Regions from separate parts of the Sus scrofa genome. Here region 1 is linked to region 2. The links are chromatin contacts, called in public promoter capture Hi-C maps. All regions are on one chromosome and are shown on one strand. The core of a region is the stretch at or near the end of the contact, and the rest is flanking DNA. Distances in the headings are between cores, read along the strand shown. Region 1 holds the start of CLPX (ATP-dependent Clp protease ATP-binding subunit clpX-like, mitochondrial). Region 2 holds the start of PDCD7 (programmed cell death protein 7).

Region 1 (5,955 bases), core at 1,568-4,067, 50 kb before region 2:
TTAAGAGAGCTCAAAGTTCAGTTGGGAATACAGGCTAAATACATAAAACATCAGCCCATAAATAAAATTACATGCTCAGTCATCCTGGGAATGATATAAGGATATATTACAGAACAGTATAATGTATTCCTATGTCATCACACCAGTGGCACATATATTTGTTTTTCTTACCTACTGCCTTATCTTCCCCACTAAAATGGAAGCTCCATGAGAGAAACTTCTTTTTAACATTTTTGGCTCATGTGGTTTCCTCAGTGCCTGGCATGTAATTGGTGCTTACTAAATTTTGTTGACTGAATGAATAAGTCAAGTTCTTAGGATATTCAGAGAAACAAAGGATTCATGGAGTGCCCCCAGAGGAGCCTTAACTATGCTTTTATTTAGCTTGCTTTATAGCAATCGGTAGATTTTAGCAAACAGTTTATTTCTACAATAAATAAGAAAATGTGTATATAACTGAAATAGAAAATGTGTATATAATTGGAATGAAAGGAATTTAAATTGGGTGTTAAGAGTCGATGAGACCCTCTAAGCTTATTGCTAGGTTTTCCTAGAATCAGTTCTTTTCAAACATTATTTTAAAACAGAACAACTATATTTTCAAACAAAATATGATAAATGAAACAGATAAAAGTAAAGCTGCTCTGGAGTTCCCACTATGGCTCAGCGGCAATGAATGTGACTATAATCTGTGAGGATGCAGGTTCGATCCCTGGCCCTGCTCCAGTGGGTTAAGGATCTGGCATTGCTCTGGCTCTGGTGTAGGCTGGCAGCTGCAGCTCAGATTCGACCCCCATCCTGGGAACTTCCATATGCCACAGGTGTGGCCCTAAAAGTTCAGAAAAAAAAAAAAAAGCAGAGCTGTTCTGAGCTCTGATTGACGTTGGGGTGGCATGGAGAAGGAGGCAGGGGAGGTCCACCCTCTTAGTTACCTCATCCCACCAAAGAGCTATCTATGGCTTCTGAGGGATTCTAAGAATACAGTTTGAAAACTGAATTGGAGGAACTTTTTTTTTCTTTTTGGCCGTCCCTTTGATGTCAAAAAGATGTTACCGGAATCGGGGTTCTTGTTCACGCAGCTGATGAGTGAACTCTGCAAACACACAGGCAGCAAGCAAGCAAAGTCTTTATTACAGGAAAGCAAATAGTTCCCAGTGCTGCCGGGAGGGGGGAGAAGAGCCCCTGTTCTCTATTGTCTTATAGGGGTTTTTAATCCCTTAAAGATGGGGGGATACCAACACGGGGTCCAGAAAGATGTTTTTTTTTTCCCATTGGCCTTGCCCAGTTACCTATATCAGTCCTTGTCCAGTAGAGGTTGTAGGGGTGTAAATTTCCTGTAAGTCTCATTGTTTCTTTGCCCTTTTTGTCCCGTAAACTGAGTCACAGTTTACCTGGGTGTGTAGGTACATTCCCTATAGTAAACAAGGCGTGTGGGGAGGTTACTCCCTGGACCTCTTAAGCCACAATGTTAATCAACAGCCATATCAAAGAAGGCATTGAGGCCCATGCTCCTACACTGACTACCTGAGTTATTATTCTGCCTTAATCTGGCCAGGGATCAGAACCATGCTGCCACCTACACCGCAGCTGAGCCAACACCAGATCCTTAACCCACTGTCTGTGCCTGGCGGGGGATTGAACCTGTGTCCCAGCGCTCTGGAGACGCTGCCGATCCCCTTGTGCCATAGCGGTAACTCCCGGAGGAACTTCAGAGTCTCTCTTCTTCAAAATTCTATTAATGATGGCAGGTAAGACCTGGGCTCTCTTTTGGTCCCTGCCCCTTTAAGGTGAGGAAGTTACCAGGAATCAGCTCCAGGAGAGACAAAAACACACATGTGTGGCCTGGAGCCAAGGCCAGTACCCCTTTTCATGGCCAGACCCAGGGAACTAGAAGCCACATTTCTCTGATCCAAGATTGATAAAGGCTAAATAACTTGACGTTGGCTTGCGTTCTCCCGGGCCCCTCCTTCCCTGCCCGCCTTGTACCCGCTCAGAACTAAAAGTCTCCAAGCTCATTCAGCAATTTCTCTGGGCTTCCGAGTTGATCAGAATTTTATATACAGAGTAAATAGTCTGTTGCCAACCGAGATGAGAAGAGAGTTTGATTCATTTGTCACCATCCTGCACCTTGTCAGCTAGCTGGTTGATCTCCTTTACAGATCCAGCGAGGAACCAGGCATGCAAACAAGGGTAACAGAAGAGAGATTAAAGAACAGTTTTTACCAGGGTGTGGTCAGGTTTAAGTGAACTGACAAAGGCGTGTAAAGCACCCAGGGACTAGAACAGCTGGAAGAGTTATCACCACTAGGCCTGAAAAAAACAAGGGAAGAGAATGGTCTTCCAACAGTTGGGAACTTGGTAAAAAACACCTCCACTTCCATGTTACAAATGAGTAATCTAAAGATAAGGAAAAGATAAGGAACATAGGATGTGGATGGGTAAGGAACTTATTGACTCTTACTGAAATGGCGGCTTTCAAAACTCCTCCTGGGGCTGGCTAAGCCACGGGTCTCACTTGGACGTACCCAGCCACCAGTCGAAAATGACCAGTTTATTGCTAGGAGTTGGGACTACTACTCCCGGCATGCATTTCTCTGCTTCTAGCGCAAACTTTTCAACGCTAGGATAAAGAGAATTGTGTGCCGGGACTTGTAGTTCCCTGCTTGGGGTGGGACGTCTCCTGGAGCGCGCTCATTGGCGCTGAGGTCACCGCCCCCTTCCCCTCGCCCTACCTCAGCGTCTCACGCACGCACACGCGTGCCCACGCCCCCTCCCTAGGCCCAGGGCGCAGGCGCGCGCACGCTCCTCGGACCCCGTAGGCGGGGCGGGGAGGGGGGCCGGGGGAGGAGGAGGGGGAAGTTGTGGGGGGGGCGAGGTGTCTATTGAGTAGAAGGCAGTGGGTTATGAAGAGCGCGAAGGCCCTGTTTTCAGGCGGGTGGACTCTGCACTGGGCCTAGAGCCGGCAGGAGGTTCCGGAGCCAAGCCAGCGAACCTTGAGAGTAGCCATCGACCGCTGAGAGCCGGAGGGCAGTAGGGGCGAAGCCCCGGCCTAAGCCGCGCGGAGATGTCGGGCTGTGGCGCTTGTACTTGCGGCGCCTCCGCCGCGCGGCTCATCACCTCGTCGCTCGCCTCCGCGCAAAGAGGTAACGAAGTAGTCCTGACCCGAGCCCTTTGCCTAGTCGCCGGCGGTGAGGATCCGGTGGAGGGCAGGAGGCTTGCCTATCCCATCCCGAGGGTGTGAGGGGGTGCGCGGCCCTTCTCCTGGCACCCCTCACTTTCCGTGTGATGGGGCTCTGCCAACCTCTGAAGCAGCTGTTTCTTACTTTTGAAGCGAGCCCCTTGTGCTCCCCCTCACGGCCGCTTTCAGGCCTTCTGACACTGGGGCCAGAATGTGCCTACTTCGCAGAAACTCTGAGCTACAGGCACAAAATACTCGGTTCGTTGAAGTGTCCCAGACCCCACTTAAAGCTCCGCCAGGTACTGCCGCTTGCCCTGGCTGCGGCTCCCCTTCCGGAGCCCGGCCGGGTGCCCCTTGGGCCTGTTGGGGACTGCGGGAAGGGCTCAGGTGAGGGGCTGCCGCGGGGGGCCGAGCCGGCGGTCTGGGACGCAGGCAGCGCGAGGCTGGCAGTGTCACAGTTGCTGTGTGGCCCCGCACACCGGGACGTAAACGGGACTCGCCGTACTTTTCAAGGCCCACAGGAAAGAGCCCGAGGAGATGGAAATTCCGCAGAAATTGTTTTTGAACTACTTAGGTGTCTCAGCAGTTGTTTGCGGATTTTCTGAACTTGACGGTGCCAAGTAGTTTTTAAGGGTGATTCTTGTTTACCTTTCTTTTCTCTTTATCGGGAGATGTGAAAGAGTGGCACTCCGGCCAAGAGATTTCCGGAAAAGAAACCATTTTTTCTCTTCCCCAAGTCTATAAATATCAGACGAGGCTAGGTCCTGCTGGGTCTTGTAACCACTAACTTGTAGACAAATTCATTTTGTTCTGGATTATCAGCTTATGATCTCTGGATTTTCAAAATGCTCCCTTTTCCTATTTTTAGCTGAATTGCGAAGTCCTTATCATTTACTAAATGTTTGTTTTTTGACCGTTTATTTCACAAAGAGGGATTAAATGATGTGTGGGCAGGAGCATTTTGTAAAATGGTACATAAATCCAAAGGAGGGAATTTAGTTCCAAGAGACTGTTAAACCTGAACAAGTGGATGCCGCTATTCTAGGAATTTGAGTTTAGTGGAAGTGACATATATTTAAATTCATTTGTTTGACAAATCTGAAGAGGGCCTACTATGGGCCAAGGCCCTCTTTTGTTGATGGATATGGAACAGTGAACAAGTCCTCACCTTCAAGTTTAAATCCAGTGAAGTAGGCAATGATATTGTTTCTGGGCCTGTATAAGGTATGTGTATGTTCTCTATGGATAGGGATGGCTTCTTTGACAAAGTCCTTTATCTCTTTCCATCACTTGTCCCAGAACACTATAAATTATAGGAAGTGTGCAGTTATATCTTTCTTTTTCTTTTCAAAACAACAGCTGCTTTAAAAAACCATGCCGTGGGAGCGGCCCAAGAAACAGCAACAACAACAACAACAACAACAACAAAAGACAAAAAAGACAAAAAGACAAAAAAAAAATTAAATCCATCATTAGGTAAATCAACAAAAGTTAATGACTTATTTAAGAATTACCTATTTGTTTTTCAGTTAATGTAAGTTTACTAGAAGTTTTCAGACATACCAAACCATAATTTTCACTGTAAAGGAGTAGATTAGACTATGAGACATTATAGAACTTAGTATTTCTGTATGACAATATCATTATAGAATTTAGTATTTTTACATGATAGTGAAACAGCAAATGGTTTCACTTGGATTGAAGATTCTCCCAAGGCTTAATTATATAAAATGTTTGCTTTCCATGGTAGAAACTCTGAAAGTATGCATGAGTCTACAACAGTATAGAGATATTTTCTTTGAGGACTTAAAAGCCTCCAGGAGGGTTATTTTTATTTTAGGATTCCTGGAAAGAGGAAGAGAGGTGAAAGAAAAATCAGAGTTGAACATTAGCTAGTTTCTTATAAACAAAGTATTTCAGCCACATAATTTAAACAAATAATTTCATCAGTATACTCTTGTAATTGGAAATTATACTTGAGTTAAGAATAAAATACTGCTATTCTGTATTTCTACTGGTTTTTCTGTCATGTTAGACTTTAAAAATTTTATAGGGTAGTTTGAAAAGTTATTTGGTATATTGTACCTTTACCCTAACCCCAACCCAGATTATTTGGTAGATTGTACTAGACACTGGCTTTATTTTCTTTTCCTGATGAGCTCTATGTATCCAATGCAATGTGTATTTCTCACATAAACTTAAAATATGAGACAGTATCCAATATTGTTGTATAATTTAGTATTTTTATGTGACAGTATAAATATTTAAAGATTGCAGAGTTCTGGTTGTGGCTTAGTGGTAAGGAACCCGACTATATCCATGGGAACAAGGGTTCGATCCCTGGCCTTGTTCAGTGGGTTAAGGATCTGGTTTTGCCTCTAACTGTGGTGTAGGTAGCAGATGCAGCTCAGATTCTGTGTTGCTGTGGCTATGGTATATGCTGGTGGCTACAGCTCCAATTCCACCCCTAGCCTGGGAATTTCTATATGTTGCCTGTGTGACCCTAAAAAGACCCCTCCCAAATTAAAATTTTTATTTTACTATAGGTATCCTGTTCTATTTGAATAAAATAAAAATTTTAAATATTTTTTCTGCTTGGATTTCTGATTTTTTCAGTATTGATGTGTATTTTTTTTTGGTCTTTTCTAGGGCTGCTCCTGCAGCATATATGGAGGTTCCCAGGCTAGGGGTCTGTTTGGAGTTGTAGCCTCTGGCCTACCTACATCAGAGCCACAGCAACGTGGGATCCGAGCCTCGTCTTTGATCTACACCATAGC
Region 2 (5,930 bases), core at 2,316-4,815:
TTTCACTAAAAAAAATTAGGGAAAGTATTGGGAAAATTACTTGCAGATTTTGGTTCTGTGCTCTAATTGTTTCCTGTATTTTACCATTAAGAAATCTTTTTTTTTTTTTTTTTCATTTTATGGCTGCACCTGCGATATATGGAAGTTCCTGGGCTAGGGATCAAATTAGAGCTGTAGCTGTCAGCTTATGCCATTGCCATGGCAGCCCCAGATCCTTAACCCCCTGGGCAAGGCCAGGGATTGAACCCTCATCCTCATGGAAACTATGTCGGGTTCTCTGAGCTACAGTGGGAACTCCTCATTAAGTAGTCTTAATATTAGGAGTGCTTTAAATATTTTCTGTTTGTGTGCCTTTTCTTGCTAGGTGGATTTATTTTATTTGTAATATATTATTTATTTTTTTGAGTATTTGTATTTACCCCTAATTCTTATTTTAAAAACAATAACAACAACAACAAAACCCTGATGGCTTTTCCTTATAGGGCTCCTACAAAAGAATCCTCTGAAGAGGAGTATGACTCTGGAGTTGAAGAAGAAGGATGGCCTCGTCAAGCAGATGCTGCAAACAGCTAAACTGTCAGACTTCTGTATATAAAGTTTTCCTTCTTTTGCTTAGAATCTTAACTGTCTCCGCAGTCTGACATTAAAAGTATTGGATCTATCTTGGATATCATACATGGTCAGAAGCTTTTATGATAAAAATCAGATCATGTATATTATGTAACATCACATTGATTTATACAGAGGACATTATGTGGACTTTAATGACACAATGTTCAGAGATAAAATGTACATTATTTTGGTTCAGTTTTTAAAAAATATGCTTTAACACAATTCTTAGAGGTTCTTTTAAGCAATGCAGGTATTGCAATAACTGTGGATCTTACAATAATGTTACTCTACAAATGGGAAAATAAATTCTTTAAGATTAAAGATTGGGATTCCATTCTTTAGTTTAACCTTCTCTACCCATATTTGTTTCTTGAAAATATTATAACTTTAATCATCTTAAGAATTGGAACAGGTAGTTTCCAGGTAGTTAAAGATTTCATGGAAAAAGTACCCTGAAGAACCATATTTTGATGATTTGTTTAGCTCTATTCTTAGTCTTATCTGCTAATGCATGACACTAACTTCCCAATTGGTACTATGAAAAGGCTATTCTCTTGCTGAGTAGTCTAATTTATTTGCCCTCTTGGCGTCCATTTTAGTAACAAGTGAGCAGATTGAAGTCTGCCTTATATCTTCAGAAGACGACTGATTCTAAAAGTAGCATGCAGCCTCAGTCATAACAGCCATGTGCTGAACTAAATAAAATATCCCAATATTGTACACTTACCTAAAGTACTTAGTTTTTTGTTTTGTTTTTTGGTGCTAGATACTTGTCCAATTCTTTGGCTTCGTAGAACATTAAAAGAAAATCTGTGCTTTGCTATCAGCAGAAGTAAATGTGTTCATACTAAAATATAAGTTGTTAACTTTCATTATATACCAAAATTAAACAGTAGGGGAAATGCAGGGAGCTTAATGATGAAAATGATTTCATTTGATTCCACGAATATTAAAATATTTGGGTACCTTTTAAACTTTTTCTTTCCTTCTATGTTGATCCAGGTTGCTATACTATTCATTCAGTTCAGCCTCACTGGAAGTTTTCTAAAGCAGTTCCTTTAAAAACTTGTTTTCAATTTTTGGTTTATAAACTCTTGAATTTTTCTTTACCTTCCACCCCCCTCCCCTTTTCTTAGCTAATGGCAAATTCTAAGTCTTGTTGGTAGAGTTGGGCTTTCTGTGATGTAATAAGAGATGTGAAATATCTATATAGGCTGAGGTAGGACCAGAAATGCACTTTTGCAAAATGTTTAAGCCTGGTTGCTGTAGTATGGAACAGAAACTGGTATCCTTCTTGGTCGCGCTAGTAATGGTTAAAGTTCTCTTTCACATTATAACTGTTCATTATTTTTTTCTTACAGCCTCATCATTTTCCTTTTTGTAGAGTGAAAATTGGAGTAGTTACTGAATATATTAAAGACAGTCCTCCAGAAATGGACTGGGAGACATTTTAGTCACAACAACTTACATTCTGTTTTGGAAGTTGTTAAAAAGCATAAGTCATGTTTTTAAATTAAAAACAACTGAGTATAACTACAATTTGTATCTTGAAACCTGTTTTGGCATTTGAATAAAGCAAAAAGATTAAATGAAAGCCATTGTGGTGGTATGTTCATAATGCAGTGCCATTAAAAAAAAAATTACTTTTTTTTTTTTTAAATCAGTTTTTTTCATATATGTTTGTTGTGGCAGCAGCAGGGAAAGAGAAAGGGAACTTTCTTCACACTTGCACGAAGGATGTGATAGTGACCAAAGATGACAGGCAAAAATTTCTCCATGTGTTGGCATTCAAAAAAAAGTTGCCAGGTCCGTGGTCACCAGTCTGCGGTCTTCAGTCCGCAGTCTCAGGAAAGGATTCATATATCATGGGCTGCTTTATTCTAGTGACTGATTAATCCTTGACACTTTGATATGCCTCTAGAAAATTCTCCTAGTTGTAGATTCCACAGACAAAAAAGATCTGTTTATATTAATTATCCTGCATGGGTCCCACACTAGGAACACTGATCAAGCTTTCCAAGAAGCTTACTAATCTAGTACGGGAGGTAAAAACAAACATCAATGCATTATAATAATGGAAGTCAGATAGGTGCCAAGTGTGGTGGCACAGAAGGTGATAGTCTCTAAAGATCTGGAAGAACAGGTAGGAGTTTGCCAGAAAGGAATAACGAAAATTAAATCAAAATCTCAGAAATGTAAAACAACTAGGGAGTTTTAGGAGTTGAGAAATAGGCAAGTACAACTTCATGTCACTCCTCTGAGATGACCATTTAATATATTCTTTCCCCTCTCCATCCAACTGAAAATTTTGCCTTTCATTGAGAAACTGTCAAAAGATGGAACTCGTCTTCCCACCATCAAATCTGTAAATCTACCTTCTTCAGCACCCAACCTTTCTCTCCAGTTATAGCTGAAAGTTCTTTTTTATCAAAACTCAGTCATTCTACTTTATTATGAGGGGATCCCATTATCCCCTCTCGTATCTCAAGGCCTTCAGTTCTTTTATTATCTCTATTATCGGTCGTCTACTGAAACATTCCCAGCAGCATCTGAACACTGCCTAGTATTTCCTATTTCATGGAAGACCTTCCAAGCTTATTTCTTCCTTGTCTTACCAACTGTACCATAAGTCCCACTAGGGTGAAGACCATGCCTATTTTGGTAACTATAACCAGCACCTACATAGTGCTTCATGTATTTGGTGCTCCATACATTTAAAAGGAAAATTACATCTTGTATGCCAGGTTAGTTGTAATTTTATGCAGAAAGTAGGGGGAGCCATTAAAAGGGTTTTAAGCAGGAGATGGGTATCACTAGATGTGTGTTTTAGATTGTTGGGAAGGGAAAGCTCTTAGGTAAATGGAGGGAAACATAACTAGAGGTTTACTTGTGGACATTTCTTCAGCACTTGCTGTTTATCTCCTACCTCATCATTTTCTTCCCGTTTTACTGATCACTTCTCATCAGCATGCAAAACATAACCCCTTTGAGCCTACATCTTTACAATAAGTTACAAGTTCATCTTGCTGTTTCCAATTCCCTTCCAGGCTTTGATTCTGAGAAGAGAGGCTGATGGAAGGTTTCACACAGAGAAATAGCATATTCAGACTATGTTTTAAAAGACCACTCTGGTTGCAGTGTAGTGAACAGGCTATAGAAGAGCAAGGATGTAGTCAGGGACACTCAGGGCTGTTATAATAAACTGACTAGAAGATGATGAATTAGACTAAGATTATAGCAATTTAAGTGGAAGAGTGGATGGATAGGTGTTTTTGCAAACTTGATGAAAAGTGGTATTCCCTGTTCTTCAATTGGAAAACTCAATATTATAAAGATGTCTGTTATCTTTGTTAATTTATAAATTTAATATTCCAATAAAATGCCAACAGGTTTTAAAATTGAAACTAGGCAAATGGATTCTAAAGTTCATCTGGAAAAAAATGGTAAACAAGCAAAATGACAATGCAAATTCACAGGGCTTGCTCTGTGTTGCTCTGTTCATCTAATGCAACATCTCTATGAGGTAGATACTCCTATCAACTCTTCTTCAGCCCAGAATGGTTAAGTAGCTTTCCTAAGGTCATACAACTAGTAAGTAGCAGCCAGGGTTTAACCCCAGGTAGACTAATTCCAGAGCCTCTCCACTTAGCCAACACACTGAAGAATGAAGAGGACCTGCATCTTCTATTTTAAAAATATTATAAACCTTTAAATACTTAAGTGTATGCCAGTGCATGAATGAACAGACCAATGGAAAACAATGTTAAGTACAGAAATAGATCTCAAATATTCATGGATAAACATGGGAATTTAGTATTGGAAAAGGTGCTCTTTCTTTTCTTTTTTCTTTTTTTGGTTTTTAGGGCCACACCCATGGCATATGGAAGTTCCCAGGCTAGGGGCTGAATTGGAACTGCAGCTGCGGACAAATGCCACAGCAACACTAGATCTGAGCCATATGCTGCAGGTGTGGCCCTAAAATGACAAAAAATAAACATGTAACTGGCATATGAACTAGCAACTGAACTTCTGGGCATTTGTTCCTGGGAAATGGTTTGTGTTAGCACAAAAAACTGTATACACCTGTTTATAGCAGATTCATTCATGATAGCCCCCAGATGGAAACAAATCAAATATCTTTCAGCATGTGAATGATTAAAACAAAATGTAGTTTCATTTTATCCACACTTTTGCACACTTTTATTGTAATAAAAAGGAGCACTGATACAAGAACCTGGATGTATCTCTAAGGAATTACGCTGAGTGAAAACAGCAAATTCCAAAAGGTTATGTACTGTATGATTCCATTTATATAACTTTTTTTTTCTTGCCCCACCCAGGTCATGGAAGTTTCTGGGCTAGGGATCGAATCCCTGCCCCAGCAACGACCCAAGAGGCTGCAGTGACAACTCCGGATCCTTAATCCGCTGAGCCACAAAAGAACTCCCTATATAACATTCTTGAAAGGACAAGTTATAGAAATTGAGGATTAGTGGTTGCCAGAGATAAAGTAAAGGAAGTGGATGTGACTATAAAAGGGCAAGTGAGGGATCCTGGAAGCATGGAAATGTTCTGTATCTTCACCATCAATGTCAACATCCCGGTTGTGATATTGTAATATAGTTTTGCAAGCTACTACCATTGGGAGAAACTGGGTAAAGAATACACAGGATTTTGCAATACTATTTATTAAAACTGCGTATGAACTTAAAATTATCTCAAGGAGTTTAGTTTTAAAAATCTAGTCATGTGGCACAGCCTTCCCTTCTGCTTAAAATCCTCTAGTAGTTTCCCACCGTTCTTAAGATATGAAATCTCGGACGCTACGATCTTGCCCACTTCCCAGAATTACCAGGCTCCCTTCATGCTATCTGAGCTTCATCCACACTGGCATTCTTTCACCTCCCTCACCAGACCTACTCCTACACTCTACTACCACAGGGCTGTTGTAAATGCTGCTCCCATCTGTGTCTTCCTCTCTACGTCCACTTCTGCTACAGAACTCATACTTACCCTTCACACCTCAGATGAGGTCTCAAATCCTTAGGAATGCCTTCCCCCAACCTCTTTAAATCAAATTCTCCTATAAGCTCCTCTTACCCTCTTTTCCTCTTTGACAGCCGTTACATTCACCGCTGAGCTTCCGTATTTGCTTGCATGATTACTGGTGTCGCGCGAGGTACTACGTCACTTCCTCCCGGAAGACACTTTCTTGCGGAACCACTCAGATTCCTGTCACTTCTCAAGAGTCCCTCCTTGGTAGCCATGGCCCTGCCGCCCTTCTTCGCTCCGGGTCGCCCGGGCCCGCCGCCCCCGCA

What was found. Promoter capture Hi-C pulls out the DNA fragments that hold promoters and counts their contacts.
Region 1: a promoter capture Hi-C map of liver shows a contact between it and region 2, with 2.5 times the contacts expected there. The contact joins the promoter of CLPX here to the promoter of PDCD7 in region 2. A contact is called at or near these places in 2 of 5 promoter capture datasets (fetal liver and liver), 9 of 47 Hi-C or Micro-C datasets (alveolar macrophages, blood, embryonic fibroblasts and 2 more) and 1 of 2 datasets of contacts at active chromatin or transcription factors (alveolar macrophages).

Annotation. Positions count from the first base shown.
Region 1 is chr1:163,218,929-163,224,883 of Sscrofa11.1, reverse strand. CLPX (ATP-dependent Clp protease ATP-binding subunit clpX-like, mitochondrial) reads left to right here and starts at 2,817. Exons shown (of 14, transcript XM_021100084.1): 1 at 2,817-3,143. The coding sequence starts at 3,065.
Region 2 is chr1:163,170,163-163,176,092 of Sscrofa11.1, reverse strand. PDCD7 (programmed cell death protein 7) reads left to right here and starts at 3,565. Exons shown (of 6, transcript XM_003480441.4): 1 at 3,565-5,930. The coding sequence starts at 5,770. It overlaps CLPX (ATP-dependent Clp protease ATP-binding subunit clpX-like, mitochondrial), which reads left to right. Exons shown (of 14, transcript XM_021100084.1): 14 at 483-2,206. The coding sequence ends at 573.